2 separate regions of the Sus scrofa genome follow, and region 1 is linked to region 2. A link is a contact called in public Hi-C data. All regions are on one chromosome and are shown on one strand. The core of a region is the stretch at or near the end of the contact, and the rest is flanking DNA. Distances in the headings are between cores, read along the strand shown. Region 1 overlaps MARCH6 (membrane associated ring-CH-type finger 6). Region 2 overlaps TNIP1 (TNFAIP3 interacting protein 1).

Region 1 (5,498 bases), core at 1,437-3,936, 83 kb before region 2:
TTCATTACCACTGAGCCACGCCAGGAACTGCAAGAATGAGGTGTGTTTTTTTTTGTTTCGTTTTTTTTTTTTTTTTTTTTCCCTCCTTCTTTTTCTTACTCAATGCAAGAATGAGTTTTTGATAGAAACACTGAGTTTGAGCTATTGAAAAAAATTCCTTGGATTTTCCAGTGTAAGTTAGTTTTCAGTAAAATTGTTACTAATGTAGCAGAACTTCTGTTTTGAAATGTATTATAAATAATGCAAGAAAACTGTATAGCCTCTGTGCTGGGTTTATTACTAAAAGCAAATAAAAATCTGTTAAATGATTTTTATTATTCTAGGACTGGGCACTTGGAGTCCTGCATGCCAAAATCATTGCAGCTATAACGTTGATGGGTCCTCAGTGGTGGTTGAAAACTGTAATTGAGCAGGTAAGCAAAATCAGTTTTCAGAAAAAGACAAAGTGATAGGAGAAGTTTGGTTCATGTGACTCTTATTTTCCATTTTCTTAGCCTTCTCAGTTTTCTACATTTTCTTAAGTGAACATAACTTATTTTTAAAGGAAAAAGGCAGTTTGCTCTTCTATCCCCTGAATTTTCATCAACCACTCTTAAAATGTCCCTCATCTCAAAATTAACCAAAAGCTTAAACCCTACCCAAAGTAAAGGCAAAATTTAGTGTATGCTTTTTTTTTTTTTTTTTTTTTTTTTTTTTTTTTTTTTTTAAAGGGAAGGAGTTCTGATGAAGCCTTGGTATTCAGGCTTTGTACGTCTGTAGTAGAGAAGCGGTTATTGTTCAAGACAATAAATAAAAAGTCAGAAAAAGATAATAGATTTAAAAAGCATAACTGAGAATATATTTAAAAAGTATAACTGTTTAGGAATATTCTAGCCACATAGCACCTGAGACTGTTGTGTATTATGGAACCATCAGATAATTTGGTCATTGTGGAGATAACTTTGAAAAAGGTAAATTGTACTTCTGTATTCTGTGATAGTAAGGCTAAGAGTAAGGTAATTCATTTTAGGAAGATTTCTTCCAAAATAACCAATATAGTAGATGTTGGTCCTTATTCAAGTTTTAGTTACCTAGAGAATGTACTTAAAGTTTTAGTTACCTAGAGAATGTACTTACGGACAACCCTCTTATCCTTGGGGCAGCGCCAAATTGATAAAGTGTTATAGTTCTGTAGCACTAAAAGTATACCTTCTTTTGGTATATAGGAAATAAAGTAGTTTTTAACCCAGTATGGACAAGAAAACCATCCAAAAATTCCTGTACCTGGAGGTTGACGGGGGTAGGGGAGGGCCAGGGAATCAGTGTGTGTGCGTGTGCATCTCAAGTGCAGGCTGATTCTGAAGTGAGGTGGGTTGTGGGGTGCCTGGCAGCGTATCCATTCATGACAGTACTACAGGCCAGTCCCCTCTGGAGTTTCCAGTGAGACTGACCGTTGTGGAGAATAAGGGTTTAGTTACAGCTGGAGGCTGTGAATTGCTGATCTCTATATTATTTTGCTCTCGGTTGCATTCTTTCTCATACATGTGTATAAGTTTAAGTAAAATGGTTAAACATGGGGTTGCCTTGCTGCATTAACTTAAGTGCATTTGGGTTAAAAGGATTTTGAGGGGATCAGAAATGAGCCTTTGGAGCAGTAAGCCTGTGACTTGCATCCAAATGCTCTGGTCCATTTCCAAAGGATAGAGGGATTGTCTTGAGTTGCACCACACTATGTGACTCTGGGCCAGAAGAGGTTAAAATGCTGGGGAAAAACACAAATACCACTCTTCTGTTTTGTCACCTTCTGCACACCAGCTGTATTTTCTCTTATTCCCAAGATTCCCCCATTTCCGTCCATTCTTTCCTCCACAGTACTATTGAATAGAACTTTGTAGGTAAGATGATGGAAATATTTTAGAAATTCTTAAATTAAAAAAAAAATTAACTTACTTTCATACTAGATTGTTACATAAAAAACCTTTTAATTTGTTGACATTTGATTTATATAAGCTTTTTAGAAACATGCTTCCTGTTTATAGTATTTTCTTATATTCAGATAAGATGAATGCAATCTTGAGTAATAACAGATCACTCTTACACAATTTATATATGAAATTGCTTCAGGGTGTGTGGTATTCAACTAATATTGTTGGTGCCATCTGGTATTATATAGAGCAAGGCTAGTGTAATTATTATTCTAGGTTAGCATCTTATTTCATCTCTCAGCAGAGTTAACTGCAAAGTGTAAGGAAGTAAAACTTGTGGATGCCATCTTGAGGTGTGAGTTCCAGAATTTGCCTTGATTTCTGAAACAAATAACGAGTTTGAATCCTTTGGGGCTGGTAGTCCCTGTGGCATATGGAGCTCCTGGCCCAGGGATCAGATCCAAGCCGCAGCCTCGAACTAAGCTGCAGTTGTGGCCACGCTGGATCCTTAACCCACTGTACGGGGCTGCTTGAACCTGCGTCCCAGAGCTCCCAAGAGGCTGCCAATCCTGTTGCACCACAGCGGGAGCTCCCCAACTCTGTGCATCTTGAATTCAGTAGAGATTGCTGTTAACCTGGGGAAATTGTCCTGTGTTCTTGTTCTGTTTTGTTCCCGTTCCAGGTTTACGCAAACGGCATCCGGAACATTGACCTTCACTATATCGTTCGGAAACTGGCAGCGCCAGTGATCTCTGTGCTCTTGCTTTCCCTGTGTGTACCTTACGTCATTGCGTCTGGCATCGTTCCTCTACTAGGTGGGTAAAGGTGGCTGGAAGCTTGAGGGAGCACCTTGTTAGCGTCGTCACATTCTTGTCCCTTCAGTGTCCGAGGTTACTTGGCTCCAAATGCTATGTTGTAAATATAAATCCAGCCAAAACAATACTGTCAAAAGACTGTTTTTCTCAGGTTTCAGTACTCAGAGCAAGATGAGGATCATATCCGGTGTTGCCGTGAGCTGTGGTGTAGGTTGCAGACGCGGCTCTGATCCCGCGTTGCTGTGGCTCTGGCGTAGGCCGATGGCTACAGCTCCGATTCAACCCCTAGCCTGGGAACCTCCATATGCCGTAGGAGCGGCCCAAGAAATAGCAAAAAAAAGACCAAAAAAAAAAAAAAAAAAAAAAAAAAGATGAGGATCATAAAGCTCTTTGGTAGTTTTTTCTTTAGAGAGGCGAGAAAATATTGACATTTAAAAAATGTTCTTCAGCATAAAAGGAACACCAAAGAGGAAATACTCTTAACATGTAGACATTTTCGTGTCAGTACTTAAGAATCTTCACAGGCTCTTAGAGCCAGTACATGAGCCAGTGTATGTTCAGTTATAAGCACAAAGTTGTCCCCTCCGAATCTTCCTCTTCTGCTGAATTCCCTCTCTCAGTTTCTGGCATTATCATCCAACGAGTCGTATAAGTCGGAAACCTTGAGGGTCATCCGTGTCACCTGAGGCTCTGTGCTCTTGTACTCAGCTGGTCTCCAGGTCCCACTGGTCTGCCCTCTGGGGGCCTCGTCTGCAGCTCTCACCTCAACCTCTATGGCTGCCTGTTTCCCTGCCTTGAACCCTCCACACGGTCATTCTCCACACTGCGACCACAGCGACCTTTCAGAGGGATGGGTCTCTTTGTGTATACAAACTCTTTGGTGAAAACCCTTTTGCTGGTTCTTCAGTGGTCTTTAAGAATAACCCAGCTACAAGGCTCCTCCTCTAGCTGTGCCAGGCCTGCCTGCCAGCACTCCTTGTATTACTCCCTCTGCACAGGACGAGTTTCAGTTAGGCACCACCAGCCTCCTTTGCTTCGGGAGAGGAATTATTTCCATGTCGGTGTCGTTCTGTATGCACTTCAGAGTTTTCCTTTTTTTGGTTTTACAGGTGTTACTTCGGAAATGCAAAACTTGGTCCATCGGCGGATTTATCCATTTTTACTGATGGTTGTGGTATTGATGGGAATCTTGTCCTTCCAGGTCCGCCAGTTTAAGCGCCTTTATGAACATATTAAAAATGACAAGTAAGTCCAGACCTCCATTCATCCAGCTGCTCTTGTTAAGATCTCTCATTTCTTAATTTTTGTGTCTTACGTGATGAATCACAGGAGGGAAAAGTGCTCTGATTCTGGGTATATTCTGAGGTGGAATAGGACTTGCTAATAGATTGAAGGTAGGATGTGAAAAAGAGGCCATTGAGAACTTGATTGGGTCAAGCACCTGGGGAGTTGTCATTTATGGAGCTAAAAAGACTTGGGAGAAACTGGTTTGGAGGGGAAGTTTGTTTTTTGTTTTTTTTTGGCTGCACCCATAGCATATGAAAGTTCCCAGGCCAAGGGTCAAATCTGAGCTTCAGGTGTGACCTGTGCCACAGCTGTGGTAATGCTAGATCCTTAACCTCCCATGCCACAGTGGGAACTCCCTGGGGAGGAAGATTTTTTAAATGTTCTTTCAAAATAATTTTCAACCTGTTTTCAAATGTTCTGGTCTGATAACATATTAAACAGTTGTAGATACAAATAAGAAGCCTATATTAGGAATTATCAGTGCAAAAGTGCTGTGGTGACCTCTGATGGGGGGAAGCTCTGCAACCTGACCTTAATCAGAAATTGAGAATAGTCAGGGAAAACACCTCTGAGGATGATGGCCATTTGACCCTCCATGTCCTAATGGAAGCCTGGATCCTCTTCTGCTTTAGTGGCATCTCACAGACAAGCAAGTTTATAACTGTCCTCATGTTTGTCTGGGAGAGTTCCTGTTTACATGTGCTGCCTTTATGCCATCATTAACAGCACTCCCTTTTACTCGTGAGTGCCGCCTTTGGACAACAAATTATATGGTCACCTGTTTCCTCCGAGGATTCTTAAGAGTAATATTTTTAAGAATGAAATTTAGAGTGTTCAGCCTTTTCCAAAGCAGTGTTTATTTACTGACTGTAACAAAAACTAAGAACGCTTAGGCTGCCAGAGTACTAAGTTCTGCCAGCTCTGAAAGAATGGGGAGGGGGACTTCAGTGACGAAAGTCAGTTTTTCTCACTTCACTTGTTTTGGCAGAGCAGTCGTTACTGCAGTAACATAAAAGAGACACACCCCGGGAGCTTCCCACAGCCCCCCACATTCTCTTCTTCTTCCCCGTCTGCTTCCTCATGTAGAAACCCTTGAACTGCAGGCTCCTTGGAGGGCACATCTTGTTTGACATTGTGTATCCACTCTCCCAGGGTTTGGTCCCTAGGAGGCTCCAAGGGTGCATGTGTGCCCTGGGGCCATGAGAGGGCGCCAGGGTGATGGAGCTAGGTATGGGTTCATTCAGACTTCCCCCTCCCTCCCTTCTTTTCTCACTGTTTAAAGTTTTATTGAAGTATAGTTGATGTGCAGTGTTGTGATAATTTCTACTGGTACAGCAGAGTGACTGAGTTATGCATGTGCACATATCCGTTCTTTTTCAGGTTCTTTTCCCATGTAGGTTATCACAGAAGAGTGGGTAGAATTCCCTGTGTTATCTATCCATTCCACATACAGTAGTGTGCATAGAATCTCCTTTTTCTGCCACTGAGTTAC
Region 2 (5,547 bases), core at 689-3,188:
CCTTGCAGGCCGAAGGAAGGGTTTAAAATGGAAGAGGGGGAGTTCCATCGTGGCACAATGGTTAACGAATCTGACTAGGAACCATGAGGTTGCGGGTTCGATCCCTGGCCTTGCTCAGTGGGTTAAGGATCTGGCATTGCCATGAGCTGTGGTGTAGGTCGCAGACATGGCTCAGATCCCGCATGGCTGTGGCTGTGGTGTAGGCTGGTGGCTACAGCTCCAATTAGACCCCTAGCCTGGGAACCTCCATATGCCGCAGGTGTGGCCTTAGAAAAGGCAAAAAGACCAAAAAAAAAAAAAAAGACGAAAAAAATGGAAGCGAGTGCACTGTGCAGAAGAAAGACCAGGACACCCACACTAAACTGTCTATTTCTATGTGTACATATGTGATCAGAGACCTGGAAAGACACACCAAAATGCCCGGCTACCGCTGGGGAGGACTTGGAATTGGGGGAGGGGGTGGTGAATGGAGATGGCCCAGGGAAGCTCTCACCTCATCTGTATCACGGGAACACTTTACACCTATGGGTTCAAATCATGGGCATCAGGAGGTGGGTCACAGGGGTTTGTTTTCATCCCAGCTCTGGGTAACTTGTAGTCAGTGTTCTACAGACTAGCTGGTGAGCTGCTTTCAGCCAGAGATGGCCAAGGGCAACCTTGGTCAGGCCTTGTGGCAAGAGCGGCAGACGCCCAGTGAAGAGGCTCCCGGGCCAGCACGGCCTCTATCGCCACATGTCCTTATGCACAGGGCCACGCTCTGTCTGGAGCCACCTACCTTTCCCCCAGCTGCGGGGGAAGGGTGTCAGATCCCAGGAGCTTATCTCACCCAGCCATGTGAGCCAGGATCGAGCCAAGAGTCCCTGTGACTGTGCCCTCATGAGGAAACACAGGCGTGTCCCCCTAACACACACCCCCAAGGGATGGGCGATCACCGAGGCAGGCCAACCACTCGGATGAGGCCCCGGGGTGTGACATGCTGCTGGAAGGGAACTCTGAAATGCAACCCCGTGCTGGAAATGGCCATTTCTAAGTTAAGCAAAGGAAGCCTGTGCCCAGTTCTCATGAAGGGGAAGAGCGGGACATAAAAAAACATCTCCAGAGAGCCTGGAGGTCAACTAGCCCTTCCACTTTAATCTGCTCCGGGATCCCGAACGGCCTTGCCTGGTGTCAGTCCCACCCAAGACAGACCGATGCTACTTCTTCAGGGGACCTTTCCCGGCTCCCCCTAGAATGGATCTGGTCGCTCTTTACGCCGTCTCCCTCATCCCTGTAACCTCTCCTGTGTCATTTAACACGCTTCTATTCATCCGCTTCTGTAATCACATATCCCGCCTCTCTTCCCCCAAGGGCAGGACTGACCATTCGCCACTGAGTCTGTGTGCCCGGCACAGTGCCCGGAGCACCATCTATTGGACGGCGACCAGACGGAGGACTAAAAGGAAGCTCTAAGGCTGGAGTCCCTCCCGTGCAAACAGCCACCACCACTCCAAACATTCGGCAGCACCCCCCACTTCGTCATAAAGCAGGCCTGCTAGATCTCGTTTTCATTCTGTGCTTCCCTGGGATGTCAGATTTTACTCAAACAAAAAACTCTTCTGTAGGAAAATAAGAAGAAATGAAAAGCCAATCCAATCGCCTCAACCTTCAGAGCGAAAACTGAGCCACAGGGAACAAAGTGCTTTTGCCTCTGGCCACAGAGCCCTCAAGCCCGAGAGCCAGAACCGGGACCCCAGGCCTGGACTCCGGTCCCTGCGTGTTTACTCCACTGAGCTCCCCGCTGATGGGGAGGAGAGAACCCGCAGAGCCGAACCTGCAGGACCGGGAGTCATACTTGCCTCCTCCATTTCGATCTTGGACTTGGCCAGGAGGAGTTTGCGGTCAAAGTCACGCTGCTTCTGCTCCCGCTCAGCCTCCAGGTCAGTCACCTGCTTCTGCGCATCTGCCAGCTTCTGGCGCAGCTCAGTGATCTGGGTGGAGAGGCAGAGAAGGGGAGCAGGTGAGGGCCCCAGGGGTGAACGTTCCAGGTTCAAGGCTGCTGCTGCGAGGGAGGAGGCACGCAGGGTGCTGGGAATGCCCCAAGGGCCCAGGCGAGAAGGCAGGGTCCAGCTTTGAGTTCCCATCACCCTCTCGCTACCTTCTGCTCGTACTGCTGCTTCATGGACCGGAAGTGCTGGTCCCATTGCTTGTTCACTTCCAGCAGCTGCAGGAGAGAGAACGGGGTTAGCAGGAGACAACAGAGAAGGACCAGCAAGAGCCAATTCCACCAACATCAGCTTTCCAGGTGTGCACAGCATGTGTGCACGGCAGCTACACGCACTGCCTGGTTCCTGCACTTCTCAAAAACATTCTTCAGGAGTTCCCTGGTGGTCTAGCGGTTAGGACTCAGCTTTCAACATTGCAGCTTGGGTTCGATCCCTGGCCTGGGAACTGGGATCCCACATTAGGCTGCTGCATGTTGCAGCCAAAACACACACACACACACACACACACACACACACACACACACCCCACTCCTCAAAGTAAGTCACCTTTATCAACTGCCACATTTTACCAACGCCAGGGAGGTGAGACTAATACCAAGATATCAAAACAGGGTATAATTTTGGTGTCGAATTATGGAACACACATCCATGTAGAGGGCAATTTGGGACCATGTATTAAAACTTCAAGTTCTCGGAGTTCCCGTCGTGGCTCAGTGGAAACAAATCTGACTAGTATCCATAAGGATGCGGTTCGATCCCTGGCCTCGCTCAGTGGGTTAAGGATCGGGCATTGCTGTGAGCTGTGGTGTAGGTCGCAGATGCAGCTTGGATCTGGCATTGCTATGGCTGTGGTGTAGGCCAGCAGCTACAATTCCGATTTGTAGCTGCTAGCCTGGGAACCTCCATATGCCTCCAAAAAAGAAAAAAAGACAAAAACAAAACAAAAAACCTTCATGTTCTCATTCTCTTTAACTAAATAATTCCACTCCGAAAAAAATGTTCCCGAAAGAAGCACATGCCCAAGCGCCTAAAAAATGTGTGTATCGCTGACCATCCCAACAATGTTTATACCGAAAATAATCCAGAGGCCAACCAGAATATCAGAAGTAGGTTAAGAAAATTATACAATAAACAGAAAACGGAGCCCCGTGCAGCTACTTAATAAGCAGGGGTTTGAACTTCCCAGCGTGGTTCAGTGGAAACGGATCAGACTAGTATCCATGCAGGTGCCTTTTCTGGCCCTCCTCAGTGGGTTAAGGATCCGGTGCTGCCGTGAGCTGTGGTGTAGGTCAAAGATGCGGCTTCGATCTGGCATTGCTCTGGCTGTGATGTAGGCGGGTGGCTACAGCTCCGATCAGAACCCTAGCCTGGGAACCTCCATGTGCTGCGGTGTGCCCCCCCCAAAAAAAATATCAGGGGTTTGATACATTGCCTCGTTCTAAGATGACAGTAATGATTTGACAGATCTTGATGTAACAATTCTTCCACGAAGAAAACAATCCAACATCATTAAATAAATAAATTGGGAGAGGGTAATCCAATTTCAAAAACATTAATATATGATAAAAAGTACTCAGAATTAAAGGAATGTAGAGTATGTCTTATATATAAATAAATACCCACAAGGATACAGTTAATTTTAAGGAAAGAAAGAAGAAAGCAATCTGCAATGCAGTATGTATGGTGTGTTTTTACAAACTTTGTATATGAGAAAGTACACAGACAAAACTGAAGAGTTTGCAATGAACTGTTGTCACCTCTGGTCATCTCTAGGAGGTGAGATTCTTTGTCTTTTTATAATGAACATGGTATTACTTTTATAATCAGAAAAAAATAACTTACAGCAATACAAAAAGAAAACTAAAATCACACGAACAAAAAAATCAATACAGCCTGACTTTCAAATGTGCTGGAGGAGCAGGAAGGGCAGGAAGGCCCAGGACTCGGACAAGGACCTGAGCTGCGTGGAGAGGAGGGGCTCAATTTGAACAGAGAGGGGTGGACTCCCGCTGCTGGCCCAAACATACTGGGGATCGGGGACAGAGGACGAACAGGGAAGAGCCCAGCTTCTGGGGACTCTCAGCTGATCAGAAGCAGTGCTCCAAGCAGGCACGGGCTCACTCCTTCTGTGAGTCCCTCCCTGAACCAGCTACGCAGTGCCAGATGAACCCCAGATGCCCCGCTCCTGAGGCTGAAACTTGCCTCTTTGGACAACCTCTTTCTACCATCAGGAACCTTCCTAAACGTTCTTCCCCTCCCCTAACCCCCAATTTGAGGCCAGGCCCCAATGCCACCTCTTCAGAATGACTCTTGCAGGCAGGGGGACTGATCAGGAGATGGAGCCCAGGCCAAGGCTGTATGTCTCACCCATGGGCAGATGGTTCAGCGGTCACCATGGCAACTCATCACGGAGATCTGGGACCAGCTAGACGCGGGGGCTGGGAAGGGCCTTTGTCCTGCTGGTGCTAGGAGGGAGGCAGGGTCTCCCCGACTACCACCACCCTCTCTGGTACCTACCTCCGTGCGCTGCTGCTCCAGCATCCTCACTTTCTTCTCAGCTGCTCCCAAGGCCCCCACCTCTGGGATTTTACCTTCTGACATGCCAGCCTGAGAAGAAGACAGAGGGGCCTTCAGCAAAGCCTCCAATAACAACTCTCTCACCACGCGGTGCTCCTCTAAGGCTGCTCACCCCTGAGACCCAGGCTTCCATCCCCTGCCTCTCCACCCTTCCACCCACCAGGACACGGCTCCTCGGCCCGGCCATGACTGAGCCCCTTCAGGAAGTCCACGGAGATCACTATTCCCCTCGCTCACCCTCGGTGGCTCCTAGGCCCTTCGGTCCCTCTTCCCCTCCCCTCCCCACAGCCACTTCTTTCCTTGCTCTGGCTGCATCTCTAAGGTGCTGCCGGCTGCCCTCCCCTCCCCCACCCATTTGCCCCAAATCTTCTGGCCTGGAAGGCAAAAGTTACACACTTTTTTTTTTTGTCTTTTTAGGGCCACACCTTTGGCATATGGAGGTTCCCAGGCTAGGGGTCTAATCAGAGCTGTTGCTGCCAGCCTACACCAGAGCTACAGCCAACACCAGATCCAAGCTGCATCTGCAGCCTACACTACAGCTCACAGCAACACCAGATCCTTAACCCACTGAGCGAGGCCAGGGATCAAACCCGTAACCTTGTGGTTCATAGTCGGATTCGTTTCCAGTGCGCCATGATGGGAAATCCCCTATTTAAAAAAATTTTTTTTAGAGATAGACAAATAAATAAGGATGTGTGTGCATGTGTGATTAGTACATGTATTTCCTAGCTCTGACCGCTGAGAGGGCCTGAAGCAGTGTCACTCCAGTAACAATGAGCACAGATCTTTGGTTTCTAAGTACCACTCTTCAAGGAAAAGACACAGGGCTCCTTGGAGAAGTGGTTAGTTTCAGGGGTGGGGCAGGAAAACAGAACGTGAATATGGAGCAATTTATGGTGCCAGAAAGTAAAGAAGTGCAGAAGAAGAAGAAGAAGAAAAAGAAGAAGAAAGGCATATCAAATGGGCACAGAAACAACCTGAAAGGGCT

What was found. Hi-C and Micro-C count contacts between places; a contact is called where the count stands out from the background.
Region 1: a contact with region 2 is called in a Hi-C map of liver, with 3 times the contacts expected there. The contact joins two enhancer-like sites. A contact is called at or near these places in 3 of 47 Hi-C or Micro-C datasets (embryonic fibroblasts, liver and retroperitoneal adipose tissue).

The regions. Positions count from the first base shown.
Region 1 is chr16:72,048,464-72,053,961 of Sscrofa11.1, reverse strand. It overlaps MARCH6 (membrane associated ring-CH-type finger 6), which reads left to right. Exons shown (of 27, transcript NM_001130535.1): 24 at 324-413; 25 at 2,587-2,719; 26 at 3,829-3,964. Among named protein-coding and RNA genes, the nearest start is that of GPX3, 62 kb to the right of the region's middle. Within about 2 kb of position 2,686, at least 2 of the 83 cell types and tissues checked have an H3K27ac peak or open chromatin away from gene starts, as enhancers often do. A contact at or near this core is called in liver, where this site is marked.
Region 2 is chr16:71,964,617-71,970,163 of Sscrofa11.1, reverse strand. TNIP1 (TNFAIP3 interacting protein 1) reads right to left here. Exons shown (of 17, transcript NM_001145987.1): 8 at 4,500-4,589; 9 at 2,135-2,200; 10 at 1,836-1,967. Among named protein-coding and RNA genes, the nearest start is that of TNIP1, 20 kb to the right of the region's middle. Within about 2 kb of position 1,938, at least 6 of the 83 cell types and tissues checked have an H3K27ac peak or open chromatin away from gene starts, as enhancers often do. A contact at or near this core is called in liver, where this site is marked.